2 separate regions of the Gossypium hirsutum genome follow, and region 2 is linked to region 1. Evidence: chromatin contacts called from public Hi-C data. All regions are on one chromosome and are shown on one strand. The core of a region is the stretch at or near the end of the contact, and the rest is flanking DNA. Distances in the headings are between cores, read along the strand shown.

Region 1 (6,272 bases), core at 2,474-4,973:
AAGTGAATGATAGGGTGTCTAAACATAAAATAATGGGAACAACCATGACATGTTGAACTGGAGGTCAAAATCAGTAGGCGGTTCAAAGATGCAAATTTTAATAGAAATGGGGAAACTTTAAGGTTTAAGATGATAATTTTGCTCATAGATTTATAAACCCAAAAATGTTGGTTCTTGGACATGGAACAGGATGTTGTGTATTGTTTAATGGCTGTCTTGCCTGGATCTTTCGTTCCCCTTGTCTGATCTATGTGATGTTTAATATCGGTACTTTGTCGTATTTGGTTCTGAATCTTGGTATACTGATATCATGTGCTTTGTAGATGCCATGGTTAGGTTGGTATGCTCCGACAGGAAGAGCGGCCAAGTTGTCTTCAAAAAGGAGGGATACACCGACAAAACCGGAAAATACCAGATTCGTGTATCCGAGGATCACTTGGATCAGATCTGTGATGCAGTTCTTGTGAAGAGCTCCCAGCTTGGTTGTGCCACAATGTCCCCCGGTCGTGAACGTGCCCGTGTTATCTTGACCAACTTCAATGGCATTTCATCCACCACCCGTTATGCCAATGCCATGGGCTTCATGGTTGACGAGCCTGAAGCAGGCTGTGCTGAGATGATGAAGATGTATCAGGAGGATGAGGAGGATGTCTAGTGTGTTGGTTTGGATTTATTTGCATATGAAATATGATGTTGTCTGCTATTTGTTATGTGAATTGCTCCGTTATTTCTACGTTTAGAGGACTTCTATAACTTATTTTTCTTACAAATTCTATTACCAATTATATAAACCTAAGCTATGGCTTCTATCTCGGAAGTATTTTTTTGGGTAATTGATGTTGTTTCAACTTGATGAAACTGCTGTTTATTTAGCAATAAGGTACATTAGCTATGAGTTGTATTATTTAACAACTTGAATCTCTGATTCTTTGTCTCCAATGCTCAATAAATAAGACCCTTCTTCAATCACCATCGAACCATCTTTCTTGGCTGAGCTAAGATGCTCACATGGCCTCAACTCAAATTCAACATCAGCTCTTTCCCCTGCGTTCAGGTTAACACTCTGGAATGCAACTAATTGTCTCACTGGCCTCCCATTGACCATCTTTGGTTGCCTCACAAATAGCAACATTGGATGCTTACCGGCCATCGCACCATGGTTTTTAACTCGAACCTTGACTGTGTACTTCATTTTTTCACAAACTTCGTCTCCCATCTCTGAAACAGGCAAGTACCTGTGAGGATTTGAGCTCTCAACCATTATATGGACCCTGTTTTGTGTTACAGGGAGAATTTCATAAGTGTAGTTCGAGTAGCTAAGACCATAACCAAATTCAAAAACCTTCGGTCCTTGGTAGAATCTGTAGGTGCGTCCGGGATAGCTGGATGAAGGTTCAGGTCGCATTCTCATGTCCGTCATCGGCACGTTAACATAACTTTGTGGATACCAAGTAACTGGTAACCTCCCTCCTGTATACAAATTTGAAGCTTACAAACTTAAGTATGCCTTTTGTTTATCATGCAAAGAAAAGAAATGAACTCACCAGGGTTGTGATCACCAAATATAATTTCTGCTAATGCACGACCTCCGGCTTCACCTGGATAACCGGCCCATAGAATGCTTCCGATGTGTTGATCATTTTTAGCGAATGATATGTCAACCGGACCTCCTGATAGAAGCACCAAAATGACTGGATTCTTGGCAACTCTTGCGATTCTAGAAATCAGGTTTTGTTGCTTTGGTGGAAGAAGCAAGTCTACACGATCATGATCTTCACTCTCTTGTGTTTGATCTAATCCCATTACTAACACAACATGATCTGCTCCTTTTGCTATCTTCACTGATTGAGCAATGAAGGCAGAAGAACAATTAACTGCATTACAACCTTGGTGAAACCTGGTGTCTTTAACATAACTTTGCAGCCCTTGCAATGGTGTAACAGGTTTGCAAGGAGGGCCTGCATAGTTTCCGACAAGTGTTTTTGCAGAATTCGCATTAGGCCCTATCACTGCAAGGGAAGTAGTTTTGGTTTTCGAAAGCGGAAGGAGTTTATCCGTGTTCTTCAGAAGGACAATGCCATTTCGAGCAGCCTCAAGGGCAAGATTCCGATGCTCTTGAGAACAGACCTTATCTGAACCAATGGTTCCATAAGGCTGTTTAACTGGATTGCCGTCGAAAAGCCCCAGCCTTATTCTGACTGAGAAAAGGTTATGAAGGGCTCTGTCTATTTTAGATACAGGTAATTTTCTCTTTTCAACAGCTGATTTGGTGTATTTCTTCAAATAGGTACCACAGTTGACATCCATTCCTGTAAAATTCGTTGATCAAAGGTTCATAACGATGATATTAACGTCCATCAATACAGCCTAGCTTTAGATATTAAAAAAAACTAATACCAGCTTTAAGAACATCAGCTACAGCATCCTCTGGTAGTTTAGCATATCCTTGATCTTCATGAATGATGGCGACAGCATCACAGTCAGAGGTGATGTATCCATTGAAACCCCATTGGCCTCGGGCTGTTTTCGACAACAGATTGTAATCAGCACAGTTAGGGACTCCATTAACACGATTGTAAGCACACATTATCCCACTAGCTTTCCCTTGCTGTATGCAGCTCTGGAATGGAGGCTGATATGTATCTGCCAGATCCTGTAAACTGACCTGAAATACACAAAAAAATGGAGTTTTCCAAATTCAAAGCCAATCAAACAAACAAATTATGTTACAAATTTTGACGTGTACAATTTACACATACTTTTGCATTGAAGACATATCGTTTCACTCCTTTCCAGTTATCCAAATCATAAGCAGTAAAATGCTTACAACAAGCTGAAGCTTGAAGATGTTGGCCAAGTTTCCCACCTTCAAAAGAGTCCCCTTGTATCCCTCTCACAAATGAAACTGCATATTTCCCAGAAACCAATGGATCCTCACCAGGCGTCTCTTGCCCTCTTCCCCACCTTGGATCCCTATATATATTAATGTTGGGTGCCCAAAATGTCATGCCCATTGCTTGTCCAGCGTTGTAAATAGCTCTAGCTTCTATTCCAACTGCCTGAAAACAATCATAAATTGAAAATATGAATCATAAAAAAAGATGAAAAAAAAGGGGTCCTTGAGGACTTGCCTGAGCAATGCGATACCAAAGGTGAGCATCAAAGGAAGCAGCGGTGAGAATGACTTGAGGGAAACTGGTGGCTGACTGGATTGTTCCATTGAAACGAATACCTTGCGTGACCCTCAACGAATAGGCAACACCATGCAGCGCTTCGGACCACCATTGATAGGCAGGGATGCCAAGTCTTGGAATGGAGGAGGCTGAGTTAACGAGTTGGGATATCTTCTCGTCTAATGTGAGCCTGGAAACCAGATCCTGGACACGTTGGGTGATGGGGAGTGTAGTTTTGCAAAAAGGGTAGGATTTGGTTCGTGGGTCGGATATGTCGCAGGAGAACGGAGGCTGAGTCGACTCAGCTAAGATGAGCAGCAATGAAGTAAGGTGAATGAGATAAAGGACGGATAGAGTTGGGAGTTTCATGTTGGTAAAGGTGACTGAATTGTTAGAGCAGAACTGGAACGAGCGAATAGACAAGGAAGTGGTGTGAGAGCTTTGCTGCATCTCTTGTCTAATGAGTTATGGGACCACTGTTACACTGAATGGGCTTTTGGGACCTTATTCTGTTACAAGATAATATCACGAGTTATTTTTTTAATTAAGATTTTCGTTTATTATGAATTAATACTTGAACCTAAAATTTCTTTTAGACGTAATTGATATCAAAATTTGGAAACATATTAATTTATTATTTTCTTTTAGGTATTTGACTATCATCATCATCAAAATACGTGGACATAACATTGATATCTAATAATACATGACAACCTTTCATTTTGACACATGATAAAAATAAAAATAAAAAATTATTTAAAAATTTTATCACATGTCATCATGCTATTGACTATTAATGTCATATCAATCTTTTTAACAGTGTTTTTAACAGTGTTAGTCAGATACCTAAAAAAAGTATCAAATTGATTTACAATTTTCAAATTTAGGTATCAATTAGGTAAAAAAAACAATTAACGTACCAAGTAAGTACAAGTTGCCAAATTTAAATAGTTTCGTATATATTAATCCTTTTATTACTATTTTTTTTAAAGATTTGTTACTAATTTTTTCAATACCGTCTATATATATATTGTATTTGTGGGTTAAAACACTAGCAAAAACTTATCAACTCTAAAATTATAATTACAAATAGTGAAATGCCCTTAATAATTTTTAATAAATTATTATATCATATTTTTATTAAAATCAAATAATGGTTTATTATTACTATTCTCATTAATATTAAAGTCATTATTAAAGTTCATCAATTAATTATTAAAATAAAATATATTATCTGAATTTTTTATTAAATTGAATATCAATTAATATTTTTATTTTTGTTTTGAATATTTTATTATTATAAAAGTGAATGTTCATTAGAATAAAAAGTTTGATATACATTAAAACTCTAAAGTTCATTAGGAGTAGAACTATATGTAATTTATACTTCTTATGTCTATAAATATAGACTTGGAGAAGTATTGCTCTCCTATTTTATTGATAAATAAAATAAGTAACTACGTTTGCTCTCCTATTTCTCTTATTTTTATTCTCTCTATTTTTTTATTTCATAACAATTTTGAAGTTGTTATAAAATAAAGGGAGACGGAGAGAATAAAGAACAAAAAAAATATGAAAGCAATAAATAATGTACTTTATTGATCAAAGGAAGGATTACAATACTTCATCAGAATATCTATTTATAGGCATAAGAAGTATAAAAGAAGTAGAGATCTAATTCTAATAACTATTAGAATTTAAAGTACATTAAAACTTTATCTTAATCATGATGGACATCCACTTAATAAGATATTCATATCACTCCCCATTGGATGTCCATTTATAGATAATGTACCTCGTTAAAACCTTATTAGGAAAACTTTGTGGGATAAAAACCTAATAAGGAAAAAGAGTACACAATCTATAATATGCATAATATGTTGCATTATTAAAAACCTTACCAGGAAAACCCAATGGGACAAAACCTCGATTAAGGGAAAAAGAGTGCAACTCATATTTACTTCCCCTCATGAAAGCATCACATATTTTGTTATATTCTACGTATTCAATCTTGAATACTAGTTTTTCAAATGTCTATTTGAATGTATTTGCTAAGCATTTATATTACCATTCTTTTAAAAGTCATGAGTGAGAGAAATTTGGGGAAATATATTTTGATCTCTTCAAGAGATTCAACAATAATCATAACAAACTTTAATCATGATTCTTTTATAAAAACACAAATAGGTATTTTGGATCATTTTATAATCCTCCTTCAACTACTATTCACTAAGTCAAATTTGCCACATATGTTCAAATTATTTCAATTTATATAAATGAACAATTTATTGAGAATTTCAATATGCTTCTAGCATCCTAAATTCTTCAAGGATTTTAATATAAACTTTACTATATAGTGATTCATAAAAGGTTATAACAATAACCATTAGACGCAAGTTAAATCTTTTATGAATTGTCAATTTAATAATATATCTAAAGGTTATTACTTCCACCACAAAAGAATATTATATCTTTTCATAATCAATTTTTATTCTGCTTTTGCAAAACTATTTCAATTGCACCCTCATTGGCTTTATACCTTTCAATATTTGGACTACTGGTCCAAAAACTCCACGAATTTAATTGTACTTGAGTTGCGTCTTTTTATTTCGATCAATTTATTCCATATCTATATTTCTCAATAGATTAATTCAAGATCTTCCTTTTATTTCATTATTTCAATAATAATATTGCATACAAAATAATTGTCGATCATATTTATTATTCGGTTCCACATTTTCTCGAATTGACGTAACTTATTGAAATCTCTTATTTTTATCATTTTAAAGTTTAGTTTCAAGTACCTGAATCTCTTTTGAAGTTTTACTTATTAGTTATGTCTCGGGTCTCTTCTAGAGCATCCGCCTCCACTATATGACCATCTAAAAGAATTTTCATCTTTGGAACCGATTAATCTATTATTTATTCTAACTGATTGTCCTACTGGAACTTTGATTCAAATTAAAATATTAGATGATATATAACACTTGGTTATTCTCATTAACTTTGTAAATACATCTAATAGTTAACTTGTAATGAGTTATCCTTATTGAACTTCTGGTTCAAATTACTCTCCCTCTAACTCATTACAAGTTATTA
Region 2 (6,272 bases), core at 2,733-5,232, 200 kb after region 1:
TTATTGATTTACTTTCTGTTGCTAAATTAACGTTAGTTTTACCTAATAAATAACCAAGTTTAGAATTGAGGATGGATTTGAAAAAAAAAAAGACAGGATCACTTCGGTGATTAATGTGATCTCTTCGACTCGGGTCTACCGTCTAGGCCGGGTTGGGGTGGTTACAATCCATGTTTAGTGGCCAAGTTGGGAAATGTTTCCAAGTTTTGGAACAAATGTTGACCATAAGAAAAATTTTAGGGACTAAGATGAGAATAATTGCCAAGTTGAGGGACTAAATGTTGCTTTATCCTATTTTTTATGGGGAGAGATCCACTTACACAAGAGTAAAACTAAAGTAGTTTTATACTCTTCCGTATAGTTTTTGTACAATCAATATTTTAAAGATCCAACCGTTAAATTTATTAGTATAATTGTACTGTTATGAATCTAAATTTTTGAACCGATCCAATATGTTTATTATATTGAAATAAAAAAGTGTATATATTAATATTTATTGAGTGGTTGAAAGTTCTTTACTAAAATAAATAATTAGAAAATTTTAATATATATCAAATTTGACATACATAATCTATACAAATGGAATATGAAATATGATAGTTTGATCGTTAAAATAATAATTATACAACAATATATGAAAGGGTGTAAATTGCTATAGCTTTACAACTTTTCGTATATTTTTATAAGATTAATATTTTAACGATTCAGCCGTTGAGTTTGTTGATAGAATTGTATTGACATGCATGTAAATCAAACCAATCTGATATCTCTATCATATTGATTTAAAAAATTGTGTATATATATTAATATTTATTGAAGGGACAAAAGCTTTGTTTTGTTAAAAGAATAGTTAAAATTTTTAATTTACGTCAAATTTATTATATATGATCTATATAAATGAAATATGAAATATGTCAATTGTTAAAATATTAATCATACAATTATATATGAAAGAGCATAAAATTAAAATTACTTAAATTTTACAGTAATTTTATACTTGAAAAGAAATCTATCCACGCAAAAAAAAAACTAAATTAATTTTATATTTTTCGTATATTTTTATAATTATAATAGTAAAGGGAGGAGAACACATCACATGATTTATACCCAGATTCATGTAGATACGAAACACAAACTTTAACCCCACTTTCAAACAAATCTTCAATTTTTTTAAATAAAATTATATCAATAAAACTTTTTAAAATTAATACTTATCATTTATGACTTTAATTCATACTATTAATTAATTATGCAAAACTATATATTAATTTATCAAAACTCAAAGTGGGCAAGTTGATGATGCATTAATTAATTAGGTCAGAACTAGTTATCAACTTTCCTTTCCTTCAACTATAAATGTTGTCTCATAAATTAAGATACATCCAACTTGATTTTGTTTGTTACATTTTTTTTATATTTTCAATGTTATTATTAAGTTGGATTAATTGATATTTGCAAGTATTGATTTTTTAAATATATAATATATATTTTTGTTAAAATTTAGTTTGAATGAGTTGGTTTTATGAACTAATTAATTGAGAAGAAGGTAAATAAATAAAAAGTAAAAAGTATATTAGTGTAAGTGTATAATAAAAAATTTTATTTTAGGCACTACGGTCAAAAACTATTTTTATTTTAAGCACTGTTATTAAAAAGTATTATTATTTTGGTCATTTATTGTTAATTTAATGTTATTGTACACTCATTTTAGTCACTTAGCTTTAATAAAATTTTATTTTGATCACTTATTTTTTTAAATTAATTTTATTTTTTCAAAAAAAAAACCTTAAGGTTTCATAAGGAATTAAGTTATTCAACTGCATAGATGAAACCTAAGTTTTTCCTTGTAACTCAATTTATTTTAAAAAAAATTCCCTGTAAAAACTCAAGTAATTCACACCAAAAAAACTAAAATTAATTTTAAAATCCGGGGAAAAGAAAATGAAAAAGGTAAAGTGTTTCCCCTATACAAACCCAAGTTTTCCCCATAAAACTCAGGTGTAAAACCCCAGGTTTTTGTCTTTTACTAGGAACAAGTTTAAAAACTAATTTTAGAAAATGAAAAATAAAAGGAAATTAAGAAAAGATAAAATAAATTTTCTCGTACAAACCCAAGTTTTTCCTCAGTAAAAAAACTAAAATTAATTTTAAAAAATAAAAGAAATTAAAAATTTTAATGATTTTTCATGTAAAAACCTATTTTTTCCCTATACACCCAATTTTTCGTTTGAACTAAATAAAACTAAAATTAATTTTAAAAAAAATTAAAATGATAAGATAAGTGATCAAAATGAAAACTTATTAAAATTAGGTAATCAAAATGAAAACTTACTAAAGTTGGGTGATTAAAACGAATGTACAATAACATTGAATTAAGAACTGGGTGAACAACTTTTAAAGGCAAGCTTAAAATGAAAATGGTTTTTAGCGGCAGTTTCTGAAAGAAAATTTTTATTTTGACATAATGACTTATTTGGCTCTTCAAGTGACAAAAAAATCATTTTAACCCTCCATTTAATTTTTTTCCTTTTTTAGCCATTAAACTTGTGTTTTTTTATCAAATCACCCCAAAATTGATGAAAAAGTTAAAGCTTTTTAACTTTGCTGATGTGGCATACACGTGGATTGCCACATGAATGACACGTCAATATTTAATTAATTTTAAAAAAATTAAATTTTAAAATTTTAAAATTTTAAAATCATTAAAATTATTTGAAATACTTTTTAATATTTTTAAAATTTTAAAAATTTAATTAAATGTTGACATGCTATACATATAGCAATTTACATATATGTCATGTCAGCAAAGTTAACAAGTATTAATTTTTTCATTCATTTTTGGGTGATTTGACAAAAAAATAACTTCAATGGCTAAAAGAGGCAAAAAATTAAATTGAGGGCTAAAATGATTTTTTTGTAAAGTTGGAGAGCAAAAAAATTATTATGTCTTTTATTTTCTTGTGCCAAAAATAAAAAATTTTGAAAATTAAGTGACTAACTATGTTATTTACCCTATTTTAAAATATCATTTTATTAAAAAAATAGGGAGAAAAAAAGCAATAACTCAAAGTTTAAACACAAGTAGAATGAGTAAAACCCGATTCGATTCGAAAAAATTAAAAAAAAATTGCATTTCGAGTTAATCGAATTATTTGAGTAAACTCAAATAAGTAATTTGAGTTTCGAGTTCGAATCGAGTTGAATTTTACAATTCGAATAACAAATTGATGTAAATTCCCTTTTGGTCACTGTAAAGTTTGAAAATGAGCAAATTGGTCTCTTTCAACAAAAATTACAAAAAAAATCAAAATAATTTTCAAAAAATTAAAAATAACTTTTAAAATTCAAAAAATTTATAAAAATTTCAATTTTTTTAAAAAATTATAAAAATTTCAAAAAAAACTATAAAAATATATAAAAAAAGTTAAAAATTAATAATTTTCTAGAATAATAATTTTGGAGACTTAAATAAATAAATTAATAATTCAAGTTTATCATACTAAAGTATTTATTTTTATTATTTTGCTTTAAAAAATTTTCAAATATATATAGTTTCAAATTTATGCGTTCTAATATGAAATTAGTTATACTGTAACAAGATTTTAATTTAACTCGAAAAATTTTATTTTATCCGACTAAAATTTTATTTTACTTGACTTGATTTGAATCGAATTAAATTAATAAATTATAATTTAACAACTCAATTAACTCGAAATTTTTTTACTCGATTCGATCTAATGTTTATGGAAGGAATGTCAAACATAGCGCAATTAAATCCGTGAGAAATATTACAGAGTGACCACCAACACCTGTAAAGAGCAGGACACATGTGTAGGAAGGAAGAATGTCCCCACGCGTTTCAAAAGATTATTGGTTAAAGCAATCAAAAGTGAGGTTAAAAGTCTTAACCCTGATTAAGAGAGTTAATGAAGGAGCCCAACCACTATATAAAGAGAAGGAGCTGAAAGGAAATCCCCAAGTGAGGCCGAGAGTCATTCACCCCAAATTACTTGAGAGAAAATCAAAGCAGCTCTTTCATCTTTTTATTCTATTCATTCTGTTTTCAAGATTTAAGCTATTGATTAATTCTGGGTTTTTCTTTGTGAACATTCTCCCTCCCCCCCCCCCCACATCCCGCTTCTCTGAATCCCTTTCTGTTAATCATCTGTCTTTGAAAATATAAAATCTGATATTTGGGTTTGTTTTTCAGAACTTAGACAAGGATTTCTTCAAAAGCCAGGTGTTTTCAGAATCGAGATCCAGCTTTTTTTAGTCTTCCAATATTTTTCACTTTCCAAGCAAAGTTTAGAATTTTTTTTTTGGTTCTGTAGATAAAATCAACTGAAAGGGTGATTTTTGGTCCCTTAAAGTTCGATTTTTAGACTTGATTTCGAGGGGTTATATATTTTAAAGAACCTCCTTGATTAATCCTTTTTTTCTTTTTCTGATTTTCAAACCTGTGCTTAAGTTTTGTCAAGAAACAGGTTGCTTTATTTGATTTTGTTTCTTCTTCTTCTTTATTTTTTCTTTTGGTTTTAAGAGATGACAGCTACAATGGATTTTAATAGTAGCGGAGCATTTCAATCAGATTTCTATGGAGGAGAATTGATGGAAGCACTTGAACCTTTTATGAAGAGTGCTTCTTCTTCTTCCCCTTCCCCTTCCCCTTCCCCTTCTTACAATTCTTTATCTTCTTCACAAACACAAGCCACTTTTTACCCAGCATTTTCAGGTCTGCAAGAGCCTCAACCTGGTTCAACTATTGATCTAAACAACTTAGACCAAGCTCAATCCAACCAAATCCAGGCTCAGTTCCATTTCCAAACCTACCACCCTAGCTACCTTTACCAAAATCCCCAACCCAGCTTCAGCAGTAACATTATGGTCAGGTTTATTAGCCCCAAACCAGTCTCAATGAAACAGATGGGTTCACCACCCAAACCCACCAAGCTTTACAGAGGTGTTAGGCAACGTCACTGGGGAAAATGGGTCGCTGAGATTCGGCTACCTAAGAACCGGACTCGCCTTTGGTTAGGCACTTTTGAAACGGCCGAGCAAGCAGCCTTGGCTTATGACAAAGCAGCCTATAAACTTAGAGGTGACTCAGCGAGACTCAACTTCCCTAACCTTCGCCACCAAGGTTCCCATATTGGTGAATACAAGCCTTTGCATTCCTCCGTTGATGCCAAGCTTCAAGCCATTTGTGAAAGCTTGGAACATGACCAAAAGCAAGGGAACAAGAAAAAAACATCAAAGGAAATGAAGAAGGACAAGGTTCAAGTGGCAACGCCTGAACCTGAGGAAAAGACAGTGAAGTTGGAGAACTCTTCATCTTCGTCTCCGGTTGTGTCGGAGAACGAGGTGTCAGCAGAATCTTCACCTTTATCAGATCTTACATTCTCGAATTTCAACGAACATTCATGGCCTGAATTTGGTTTTTCTTCGGAAAACTTTATGTTGTCGAAATACCCTTCATATGAGATTGATTGGGATTCTATTTTAAAATCCTAAAAGAAGGGTATGTTTCATTTCTTGTAACAGTTAAGCTCACTGCAATCGAGTTTTTGGTAGTTGCGGTGGCAGGTCAGGGTCCTTAGCCTATTGTATTTATAAGGAATTGGAAATGTTTCCCATGGTGGTCAGCTCGTTTTTTTGTACAGCTGAACCAAGGTAGAAACCTGTTAGTGTCAGTGTAATTGAATTTATCATCTTTTTTATTTACTACTTTGAATGACAATGTTTCTGAAAAATATAATTGAACTTGCGTGGAAGATTGTTGTAGCTGTACGTTGGATTGAAATGGACACAATTACCCTTCAATACAATGTTCCCTTTCATGCCTAATATTTATCTCATCTTCATTCTAAATTAAACTTCCTACTTCACAATCAAAACTTGAAAACACTCTTTAATTGGAAAAACTCCTAAAGATAAAAACTCTATTTTTCCATTATGGTTTGAAATATATCTAATTACTTTTATAAGTTTCTATTAAAAAAAATCTAATTAGTTATACTTTTTTAATTATTATTAAATTTCATATATTAAATATTTTTCAATTAAAATATGTAGGTTAATTTTAAAATATATTGTCTTAAATGATAATTACATTTTCTTTTGTCTTCTCTTTTAATTTTTTTTATACAAATGCATGTAAATATTTTAAACTAAATTTAATTTAATTATATATTATTTCTTTAATTTCATATTTAAATCCATTTCTTTTCCATTAATTTCTTTAAATAATAGTAATTAATTTTAGTTAAAATTGT

Evidence for each region. A called contact is a pair of places that touch in the nucleus more often than the background predicts.
Region 2: a contact with region 1 is called in a Hi-C map of leaf, with 4 times the contacts expected there. The contact joins the promoter of LOC121214633 here to the promoter of LOC107910582 in region 1. A contact is called at or near these places in 2 of 34 Hi-C or Micro-C datasets (both in leaf).

What each region holds. Positions count from the first base shown.
Region 1 is chrD02:14,221,985-14,228,256 of Gossypium_hirsutum_v2.1, forward strand. LOC107910582 (probable beta-D-xylosidase 7) reads right to left here and starts at 3,724. Exons shown (of 5, transcript XM_016838461.2): 1 at 3,132-3,724; 2 at 2,760-3,059; 3 at 2,398-2,665; 4 at 1,545-2,309; 5 at 370-1,470. The coding sequence starts at 3,623. The coding sequence ends at 902. LOC107910583 (protein DOWNSTREAM OF FLC) reads left to right here. Exons shown (of 2, transcript XM_016838462.2): 2 at 324-833. The coding sequence ends at 655.
Region 2 is chrD02:14,423,639-14,429,910 of Gossypium_hirsutum_v2.1, forward strand. It overlaps LOC121214633 (ethylene-responsive transcription factor RAP2-4), which reads left to right and starts at 3,983. Exons shown (of 1, transcript XM_041088479.1): 1 at 3,983-5,717. The coding sequence starts at 4,543. The coding sequence ends at 5,511.